Linked DNA regions of Sus scrofa: regions 2 and 3 are each linked to region 1. A link is a contact called in public Hi-C and HiChIP or PLAC-seq data. All regions are on one chromosome and are shown on one strand. The core of a region is the stretch at or near the end of the contact, and the rest is flanking DNA. Distances in the headings are between cores, read along the strand shown.

Evidence for each region. Hi-C and Micro-C count contacts between places; a contact is called where the count stands out from the background. HiChIP or PLAC-seq counts read pairs in DNA pulled down with a chosen protein or histone mark.
Region 2: a contact with region 1 is called in a Hi-C map of skeletal muscle, with 3 times the contacts expected there. The contact joins the promoter of RPAP1 here to the promoter of NDUFAF1 in region 1. A contact is called at or near these places in 2 of 47 Hi-C or Micro-C datasets (heart right ventricle and skeletal muscle).
Region 3: a contact with region 1 is called in an H3K27ac HiChIP or PLAC-seq map of alveolar macrophages. The contact joins the promoter of EXD1 here to the promoter of NDUFAF1 in region 1. A contact is called at or near these places in 1 of 47 Hi-C or Micro-C datasets (liver) and 1 of 2 datasets of contacts at active chromatin or transcription factors (alveolar macrophages).

What each region holds. Positions count from the first base shown.
Region 1 is chr1:129,966,959-129,970,135 of Sscrofa11.1, forward strand. It overlaps NDUFAF1 (complex I intermediate-associated protein 30, mitochondrial), which reads left to right and starts at 1,522. Exons shown (of 5, transcript XM_021097468.1): 1 at 1,522-1,663.
Region 2 is chr1:129,837,265-129,840,433 of Sscrofa11.1, forward strand. It overlaps RPAP1 (RNA polymerase II-associated protein 1), which reads left to right and starts at 1,292. Exons shown (of 25, transcript XM_003121581.4): 1 at 1,292-1,388; 2 at 2,150-2,405; 3 at 2,690-2,838; 4 at 3,115-3,169. The coding sequence starts at 2,225.
Region 3 is chr1:130,110,623-130,113,724 of Sscrofa11.1, forward strand. It overlaps EXD1 (piRNA biogenesis protein EXD1), which reads left to right and starts at 1,839. Exons shown (of 11, transcript XM_021097534.1): 1 at 1,839-2,507. It overlaps CHP1 (calcineurin B homologous protein 1), which reads right to left and starts at 1,839. Exons shown (of 7, transcript XM_013993169.2): 1 at 1,530-1,839. The coding sequence starts at 1,596.

The DNA.
Region 1 (3,177 bases), core at 272-2,771:
AGGACACAGTTTTTAAGGCATTAGTCTGCTGTGGCTTCCTTTGCAGTGCCAAAGCAATAAAGCTATTTTTTTTAATCTATTTTGCATGCCCCCTCCCCCCAAAAAAAGAAAAAAAATGGGAGGCGTTCCTTGGTGTCCTAGAAGGATTCACTATTATCACTGCTAATAGTTGCTTGGGTTCAATCCTGGCCCTGGAATTTCTGCATGGGGTGTGCGGCGGGGCAGCCAGGCCAAAAAAAAAGAAAAGAAAAGAAAAGAAAATGTATGTTGGTGTTTAGAGGAACATATTTTGGATTGTTTGCGTGTAACTCATGTCTGTGACTAGAAAAGAGGAAGGCACAGGCTGGGCTTAGGAGACAAACCCACATTTAAGGTTGTGGGAGTACAGAGTAAAGTAAGCAGCTAGAAAAAGCTCAAGGACAAGTTCCCATAGTGGTTTTGATCCCTGGTCTTACTCAGTGGTTTAAGGATGAAATGAATCCGATTAGGAACCATGAGGTTGTGGGTTCGATTCCTGGCCTCGCTCAGTGGGTTAAGGATCCCACTTTGCCGTGGCTCGGATCTGGCATTGCTGTGCCTCTGGCATAGGCTGGCAGGAACAGCTCCAATTTGACCCCTAGCCTGGGAACCTCCATATGCCGTGGGTGACAAAAAGACCAAAAAAAAAAAAAAAAAAAAAAAAAGTTCAAGGAGGTTGCAGAGCCAGGCAAGTGTAGTAGAATCCGGAGAAGTCAAAGAAAAATTTGAAGACAGAAAAGGTGTAGAGTGGAAAAGAGTGACAGAGGAAACTTGGAAAAGGCAATTGTATTTGGTGAGGACTTGGAAGGTACTCTGGAGAACGGTGTTAACAGCCAATGGTTACAATTCATTCGAATTCATGCTGAGGGCTTAATTCCTGCCAGCGTTATGTTAGGTGCTGGGGACAGGAAGAAGAGTACTTTCTGGACCCAAGAAGCTCACAGCATGGCGGAGGAAGTGAGAAGTGAATGAATAATTAAGATACAAGTGTTGAAAGTGCTTAAACAGAGGGGTGCGCAAGATACAATCGAAACCCTGGGGAGTGGGCGACCCCACGGGGCAGGATTGGGGAAGGGCAGGTAGGAGAGTTGGTGTTCAAGTTTCAGGTGGGTCTCCCAAGATTCTTTGGGGGTTAATTCCAGGAGAAGTAGCTCTCTGTGGCCGTGGACTGCTCTTGGGCTGCTCTGTGGCCGTGGACTGCTCTTGGGCTGCTGCTCTTGGGGGCCAAGGTTATTAGCAATATCTGGGTCCTACTTGAAAGATACAGGATGAAGTTTGCAGCATGAAGGCGGAAAGCAGGAAGGGGAGGCGAAAATTTTCTCTAAATTCTCCCCACTTTCTGACATAGGGCAGAAAAGATCAGGAAGGGCAGGAGGAGCGGGTCCTTTGGGAAGCTAGTCGACCATAACCCTCATTTCGCTAAGCTTCGGGATCTTTATTACTCTTCCCCCGACCTGCGTACCTGACCGGAACTCTAGTGTCATAAGGCCCAGTTTCCCTGCGGACTGGAAAAGCAGATGGACCTACACAGGAAAAGTGGAGTAGCCGGCGGGGAAAAGCCAGGAGCACAGCGGAGGTTCACTCTGGGGTGTCGCGAGGGAGGGCTGCAGCGTCGGGACTTGCGAGGGCGACACAGCCCTAGCAGGTGAGAAATGAAGGGGCCGTGACAATGTCCAGACCGCTCCCGGTCTTGGATCAGGAGCTAAACGCCGGGGCTCTTGGGGATAGGTTTGCCGCTTAGTAGTTGTATACCTCGGGTGATTTAGTCTTAGAGCCTCCATTTTCATCTTTGCAATTGGAATAGTAGCCCCTCTTTTGGTTGTTGTGAGGAGTTAAAGTACACCTAGAATAGTTTCTGACACGTGGTAAGCGCTGGACATACAGTCTTCAGTAAGATTGCTTGCTTTTAGCTTCATGGTTTATGCTGCCATGAAAACTCACCAGCTTCAGCCCAGGATCATCCAGTTAGTGATTTTGACTATGTTTATTGGTAAAAATATGAAACAAAATATTCATAACTAACGTTATATTATTAGAGAAGTAATAACACTACTGAGGGGTTGGAAAATAGGGTGAATAATGGTACTCATAATTCCATCACCCTGCACATGGCTGTAAGCCTTTTTTTAACCCCCAAATCTTTTTTGTTTGTACATTTACATTTTTATACTTATATCGTTACCGTATATGCTTTTTTTTTTTTCTTCCCCTTTTTCTTTTTTAGGGCTGCACCCGCAGCGAATGGAAGTTCCCAGGCTAGGGGTGGAACCCGAGCTACAGCTGCTGGCCTATGCAACAGCCATAGCAACACTAGATACTAGCCGAGTCTGTGACCTACACCACAGCTCACAGCAATGCTGGATCCTTAACCCACTGAGTGAGGCCAGGGATGGAACCTGAATCCTCATGTATCCTAGTAGGGTTTGTTAACTTCTGAGCCACCGAAGGGAACTCCAGTATACATGCATTTTTAATTCCTCATTATTTGTCACTCAGTAGTGTAGCCTAAGCATGGTGTTCATGAGAATCTTTTTTTTTTTGGTGTTTTTTTCTGCACCTGAAGCATGTAGCAGTTCCTGGGCTAGGAATGGAACCAAGCCACAGCAGACTGCAGTGACAACGGCCAGATCCTTAAGCTGCTGTGACATGGAGGAACTCTGAGAATCATTTTTTGATTGTACAAATTCCATTTTATCACTTATTTCCCAAATTTTTGTGTGTGGAGAGAGAAAATCATTTGAACAAGTCAGTAAGGGAAATTTAAGTATTACCTATGATTCCAAGACCTGAGGTCAACTCTTGTTATTTTTCCTGGTTCCCTGCAATTTTTGGTCCATTTGAAAACATACTGTTCACACATTTTCATTTGTTTATTTATTTTTGGGCCGCGGGTGCAGCATATGAAAGTTCCCAGGCTGGGGTGGAATCTGAGTTGCAGCTGCTGGCCTACACTACGCCCATAGCAATGCCAGATTCAAGCTGCGTCTGCAGCCTACACTACAGCTCTCAGCAACGCCAGATCCTTTCCCCATTAAACAAGGCCAGGCATTGAACCTGAGTCTTCATGGGTACTAGTTGGGTACCACTGAGCCACGATGAGAACACCCACATTTTCCTTTTATTTTAGCAAACATTGAGCATCAATTATGTTCAAGCCAT
Region 2 (3,169 bases), core at 42-2,541, 130 kb before region 1:
CCCCAAGGTTGGCTAAATCCTAGTAGCTGAAATTTACTGCTGCAGCTGAAACCAAGAAACCTAAAGAAGGATTCTGTAAACTATTTGGAAAGTTGTTAGAAATGCAAATTCTTGGGTTCTGTCAAAGACCTATCAATTCAGAAACTCGGGTGAGGCCCAGAATCTGGTTCAACAAGCCCTCCAGGTGCTTCTGAGGCCTGCTAAAGTTTGAGAACTCCTGGACTAACATTGACTTCCCCGAGATGGCCTTCAACCAAGCAATAATTTACTAAAGTCCTGTGTGCATGGCAATATGCTGGGTGCTGAGCATTATCGGTGCAAAACAGAAGGCCCACTTCTCCCAAGGAACCCACAGTCTAGACCAGGGAACAGGGCACATGCTTGTGAAGAGGTAACCAGTGGTAGGTGATAGTCAGCAGTATGTTCCCAACATGGCACACAAGTAGTAGAGATGGAAGATTCCAGGAAAATTCAGTGCAGAGGCCCAGTTGGTAAAAGTTTATAGTTGATTCCAACTAGGTCTTAAAGGAAGAAAAAGACTTTGGGGTGGGGTGGAGGAAAAAAGAGGGAGGATTTCTTTTCTTTTCTGGCTCCACCTGCGGGATATGGGAGTTCCCAGGCAACTACAGCTGCCAGACCAAGCCACAGCCACAGCCACAGCAGATCTGAACCGCAATGCAACCCTGACCTACACCGCAGCTTGCAGCCATACCAGATCCTTAACCCACTGAGCGAGGCTAGGGATCGAACCTGCAGCCTCACGGATACCTGTTGGGTTCACTTCTGCTGAGCCACAAGAACTCTGAAGGAGGATTTCTAAGTAGAGATACTGGCAGGAGCAAAGTCAGGATGTCCCTGAAGAGAATCACCTGGCAGTCAGTGAGGCTGTTCTAGCCTCTCTTCTCATCACCATTCAGGCAGTGTTTCTTGCGCTTTGTCTTCCCTTTTTCCTGGTTAGCTTCTTGCTCGCCCATAATCACACTGGGGAGGCCACACGTGTGTATGCAGGTTTCTAAGTGCTGGCCCTGAGCTTGGGTGCTGGAGTGGTGGATGCAGTTACCCAAGCTGGTGAATGCAGGATGCCTGAGGAACCCTTTGCCTCTGTCAAGGGTGTTGTGAGTGTAGAAAGGCTTGTGCTGGCTATGCATCTGAAGAGTGAATGTTACGAGTGTCTGCCTGGAGCTCACGAAGTGAGGTAGACCGCGGCAAGCGGAATATATTCGCGTTCAAGCGTCCAAAACACCGCAAGGGCAACCTTTTCCCAAGAGTGGGCGGGGCCAGGCCATGGAGAGGAGGGGCCGGGTTGCGGAGCGGAAGTTCGAAATGAAGGCGGCGGAAGCCCGGCCCCAGCGGGGCAAAATGGCAGCGCCCAGAACGTCCTAGATCAAGTAAGTGGCTTGGCTGGAGGGAAGGACCTTAGGATATCTCGGTGAAAGGGGCTGGTACACGGTATGTAGTTCTTTGTCGTAGCCGTCCCCATTATCTTTGGTCCGGCCAGGAGCGGCCGCGGTCATGTCGATGCGGAGATCCCAGCCATGGCCCCCCATTCTCTGGCGGCATAGGCTGAAACTCGGTGATTTCTCTTTGCTGATGCGGGTGGTCCAGGAGCTCCGGCGACCGTAGAGCCCTAGGGGCGGTTGTGGAAGCCTGCAGAAAAAAGTCTTGAACTACTTTGGCGAAATTTATTCTTTTTAATGCTATAATAAATAGAATTGTTCTCTTAGTTTCGTTTTCTGATTGTTCTTTGCTAGTATATAGCAATACACATGTTTTTTTTTTCTTAATATATATCGATCTTTTATAGCCCAAGGTTTTAAATAATTTGAATACTCTTAGGCCAGGTATGTTCCCACCAGTTTGACACCAAATCACCACTCCTTGATTTGACACGTTTATATGCCTGGTTCCTGATGGCATTTTCCTTAGGTCCCTTATGGTTGTTCATGGGAGTTTTTATCATCCACAGATTGTAAACAACCTAAATCGGCAGTAAATATTGTTGTTGAGCTGCATCAGAGAGGGCTAAGTAAGGAGGGAATGGCGATAAGTTATGAATGAGGAGAAATGAGTTGATGTGAACTCAGGGAGAAAGAACCTTCTCTGATGCTCGGCTCACTGGTAGAGGGCTCATCATCTTTATTGCTTTTAGGGGTGAATGAGAGTGAGTCCCCTACACTGAAGCAGTGCTGGAAAGTCACACTAGGAAGGCAGCTGGTGTGCCAAGATGCTGTCGAGACCAAAGCCAGGGGAGTCCGAGGTGGACTTGCTGCGCTTCCAGAGTCAGTTCCTTGCAGCTGGTGCAACCCCAGCAGTACAGCTGGTGAAGAAAGGAAGTAGGAAAGGTGGCGATGCTAACCCAGACCAGCCTCCTCTGCAGGATCGTCGGGATGTGGTGATGCTGGACAGTGAGTGGCTGTGGGTATGAAGTTGAAAAGAAGGGTTTTCTCCCTCTTATTGATGTGGATGGATTCCCCAGCATTATTTCAGAACCACGTAACCTCTGTTGCTACAGCCCCATTTTACATATGAAGAAACTGAGGCTCAAAGAGGTTAAATACCTTGCCCAAGGTGACACAGCTTGAGCCAGGATCCCACCACAGCTGCCTTTCTTTCTTTGGCTTCCTACTAGTGCTCAATCTCTTCCTGAGAAGGTATGAGTAACCTCACATGTGGGTTTTTTCTTTCTCAGATCTCCCAGATTTGCCCCCAGCCTTGGTTCCTGCTCCACCAAAGAGAGCCAAGCCTAGCCTTGGCTGCCCCCTGCCTGAACACGAGGACCCTGAAGAGAGGCTGAACAGGCATGATCAGCACATCACTGCTGTCTTGACTAAGATTATTGTGCGTCTCATCCTGGTTTGGGCGAGGCATCCTAGGGCAGCAGGGATGTTGGGTGTGGGTGGTGAGCCTTATTGAGTAGAGGGTGATTCAGAAAGGTGGGACTTTATCTCTCTGCATTCAGATTAGGGGCTGGTTTAGAATCACTGTGTTCTGAGATGCATGGTGAGTTCATGACTCCGTAGAGTGGGGTTTTGGTCATATGGAACTGGGGCTAGTGGGATAGTGTCCACCCTGGGGAAATCTGTATCTTCACCGTTTTGTGCTTTGTTGCTGCAGGAACGAGATACGAGTTCAGTGGCTGTAAATCTGCCTGTGCCCAGTGGTGTTGCTT
Region 3 (3,102 bases), core at 589-3,088, 140 kb after region 1:
ATAAAATGACCATAAGGTCAAGTGGCCAAACATACTGCACATTATAAACAGCTAACTATTTTCTGTCATTTGTTCAAAATCATAAAAAGGACTACTTTGGAAGGTGGAGTTCCCATTATGGCTCAGGAGTAATGAGCCTGACTAGTATCCAAGACGATATGAGTTTGATCCCCGGCCTCACTTGGTGGGTTAAGGATCCAGTGTTGCTGTGAGCTGTGGTGTAGGTAGAAAACGTGGCTCAGATCCCTTGTGGCTATGGCTGTGGCATAGGCCAGCAGTTGAAGCTCCAATTTGACCTCTAGACTGGGAACTTCCATATGCCGCAGGTTTGGCCCTAAAAAATAAAATAAATATAATAAAAAGAACTACATTGGAAGGTGGTGAGCTCACCATCCTTAAAGTCATTATGGAGAGACTTAATGACCATGAGTTTGGAGATGCTGAAAGCAGTAAACCAATCTGAGAAGGGATGAGACTAGATAAATAACATCCCTTCCAACTTGAAGATTCTAGAAAGTTAAACAGCATTTAATTTATCTCAGGCCACCACTGCCTGAGTAATTCTGAAGTTACCCAAGCACTCACTATTATCTGCAAATGGACCATTCGGTGACTTACTTGTCATCTCATTATCAAAGACAGGTATCCTAAAACTCAGAACCCAGATGCTTCCACAAATCATGTAAAATACATGAGTCATAATGGATTAGTGAGAAGAGAAAATATCATACGCATTATCGAGGGCCAGCTACACAAATATATGATGTTTTCTGGGATTCTGAAATCCCAAAGCCATGTTACCCCTTTCTGGTTAATGAGGAAGAGACTGGATTATTAAAGTCAGTTCCTAAAACAAATTCACACTGAGATTTTTGGAGCACATCCAGTTTCTATGGCGACTGCATAAAGTAAACCAGCATAATAGAAATCAATATATCTGAAATCAGGACAGCAAACATCCTCAGTGTAAATTTAAAAAACTGGTAGTCACAGAATCCGTACTTTCTCTCCACAAGTTCAAAATGAAAGAAGTCTCACTCTCAGATCCCTGACTCTTTAAGGTCTCCCATCAGCAGGTCATGTCTTCCAAAGCCTTACTATACGATCTCACTTTCTGTATTTATTTTTCTAGCTGAGGCAATAATTTGTTTGATTTCCCACCGTTGTCAGTAGCTGTAACACCCTGCCCAGAAACGTCACAGAAACGGACAGAATGTTTTCTACAGGATTCCTTCAGAAATTTGAGGTTGTTCCAGAAAGATAAAAAATTCGGAGACTTTCAAGTGCAAGAGGAGAAAAGAGCGGGATTACTTTGAGCAGGACAACCCCACAGGAGCCAGAGCCCCACTCTGGGTAGCTGTAGCTGTAAGAACTGGTTCTCCATCATCCCCGAAGCTCTAGCGCTGGAAACTTCCCAGGAACCCCACAACCTCCCGGCACCCCAGCTTCAGACTTCAGCTACAGTTACCCTCCCTCCTGAGGCCAACCGGCGGCGCCCGGCCGCGTTGCCACCCCCTACCCGAACTCACAGCCAGTCTCCTTCTTGATCTCCTCGAGCTCTTCGTCCCGCAGTAACGTGGAGGCCCGGGACCCCATCACTAAGCCGGGAGCTCCTCCGGGAGCAGGGGCGCCTGAAGCGACAGCGGCTGCAGGAGAGAGGGAAGAAGGGGAGGAAGGACCGGGGTCAAAAACGGAGAGGGCAGTATTTCTACTGAGGGCCGGGAAGGGAACCCAGGGGTGGCGCGCGGAGAAGGGCGGCCCAGAGGCCCAGCCAATTGGGAGTGAGACTGCGCCCGGCTCAGGAGCCGACGTCGACGTTCCTAGCTCCAGCCCCCGAATGAATCAGCCCAGCGCCAGGCCAGGTCTAGCTCAAAACGGACCACGCCCCCGGAACCATGATGCCACCGGCCTTAAATGGGCAATGCCACTCTGGCCTTAGAGACCGCAATTAAAAGGGCAACGCCTTGACCCACCGTTTTACAACACGCAGACCTGTGACATACAGCGTAGCCAACCCCTTTATCACAGAACTCTAATTCTAGAAACCCCACCCTACAACTGGCATGGATCGCGGAGAGAAACAATCAAAATAGACAAAACGTCGCTTGGGTGAAAGCCAGGGCGTGTCTCCTGGGAACTGCATGCTGGGAGTTGCATCTCATTTTTCCTGCCTGGGGGGCGCTCGGGTGCCAGCTTCGGGGCCGCGCGCTGATTGGCTCCTTGGGAAACAGCCGGGACCTTCTGTTCAGGCCGGTTGGCGTCCGCTCCGCTGCGTCGGTGTCCTGCGCTGCGTACTTTTCTGTAATTTGTTTTTTTCTGGACTGTCCTTTGGTAACAGCCACCGCGGGCTTGGAACTTCCCGAGAGTTCTTCCTTAACAGCAGTCCCTCTTTTGTTAGTTCAAGACTGAAGCGCGAGGAACTCACCATTTGGCTGAAATAGGGACCAGATTTCCTAAACTTCCGTCGGAGAAAAAAAAATCTAACGGTGGAGGAGAGAATTTCTAGTGTATGGCCCGCAGTTTGTTTTTAAGTTTCTTATTTTGCCTTAAAGATGAGGGATTTTGCATTTTGTTCTCATGGCATATTTTTGTTTTCCTGAAAACGCTTAAAGCCACTTGTTAAATTAGTACACCCTGCCAGGTGAACCAGATCTTTAACTGTGGCTTCAGTGCCTTTACACCCCTTCACTCGATTGTTGGGCTTATTACAGAACAGATTTGAATTATGGAAGAACCAAATTTTGACCTCTGTCACTTAGTACCTAAGTACTAGAAGGCTATTTTAGCGAGCTGCCCAAGTCAACTTAGATTACTAGTTTTTAAGCTTTACCTAAGGCTTTGATAGATTGGCATGAGATCAAGTTTATAGTCTTACTGAGTTTGTTTTCGTGATTGACTTACTCTGTTTTGTCCTAATAATGTCTGCCGTCATACACAGAATGTAGCATTTTGGATATGCTCGTCTAGACCACAGGAGCTTCCTTTTATCCTGCGAGTATGAGTATGGTAGAAAAAGTTTGATGTCAGCGACATGTGTCCATTTTCTGAGTCTGCCTTGAAGCCTGTCTCTGGATCCTGACCTTACTTGTTCTTCCAAATTTT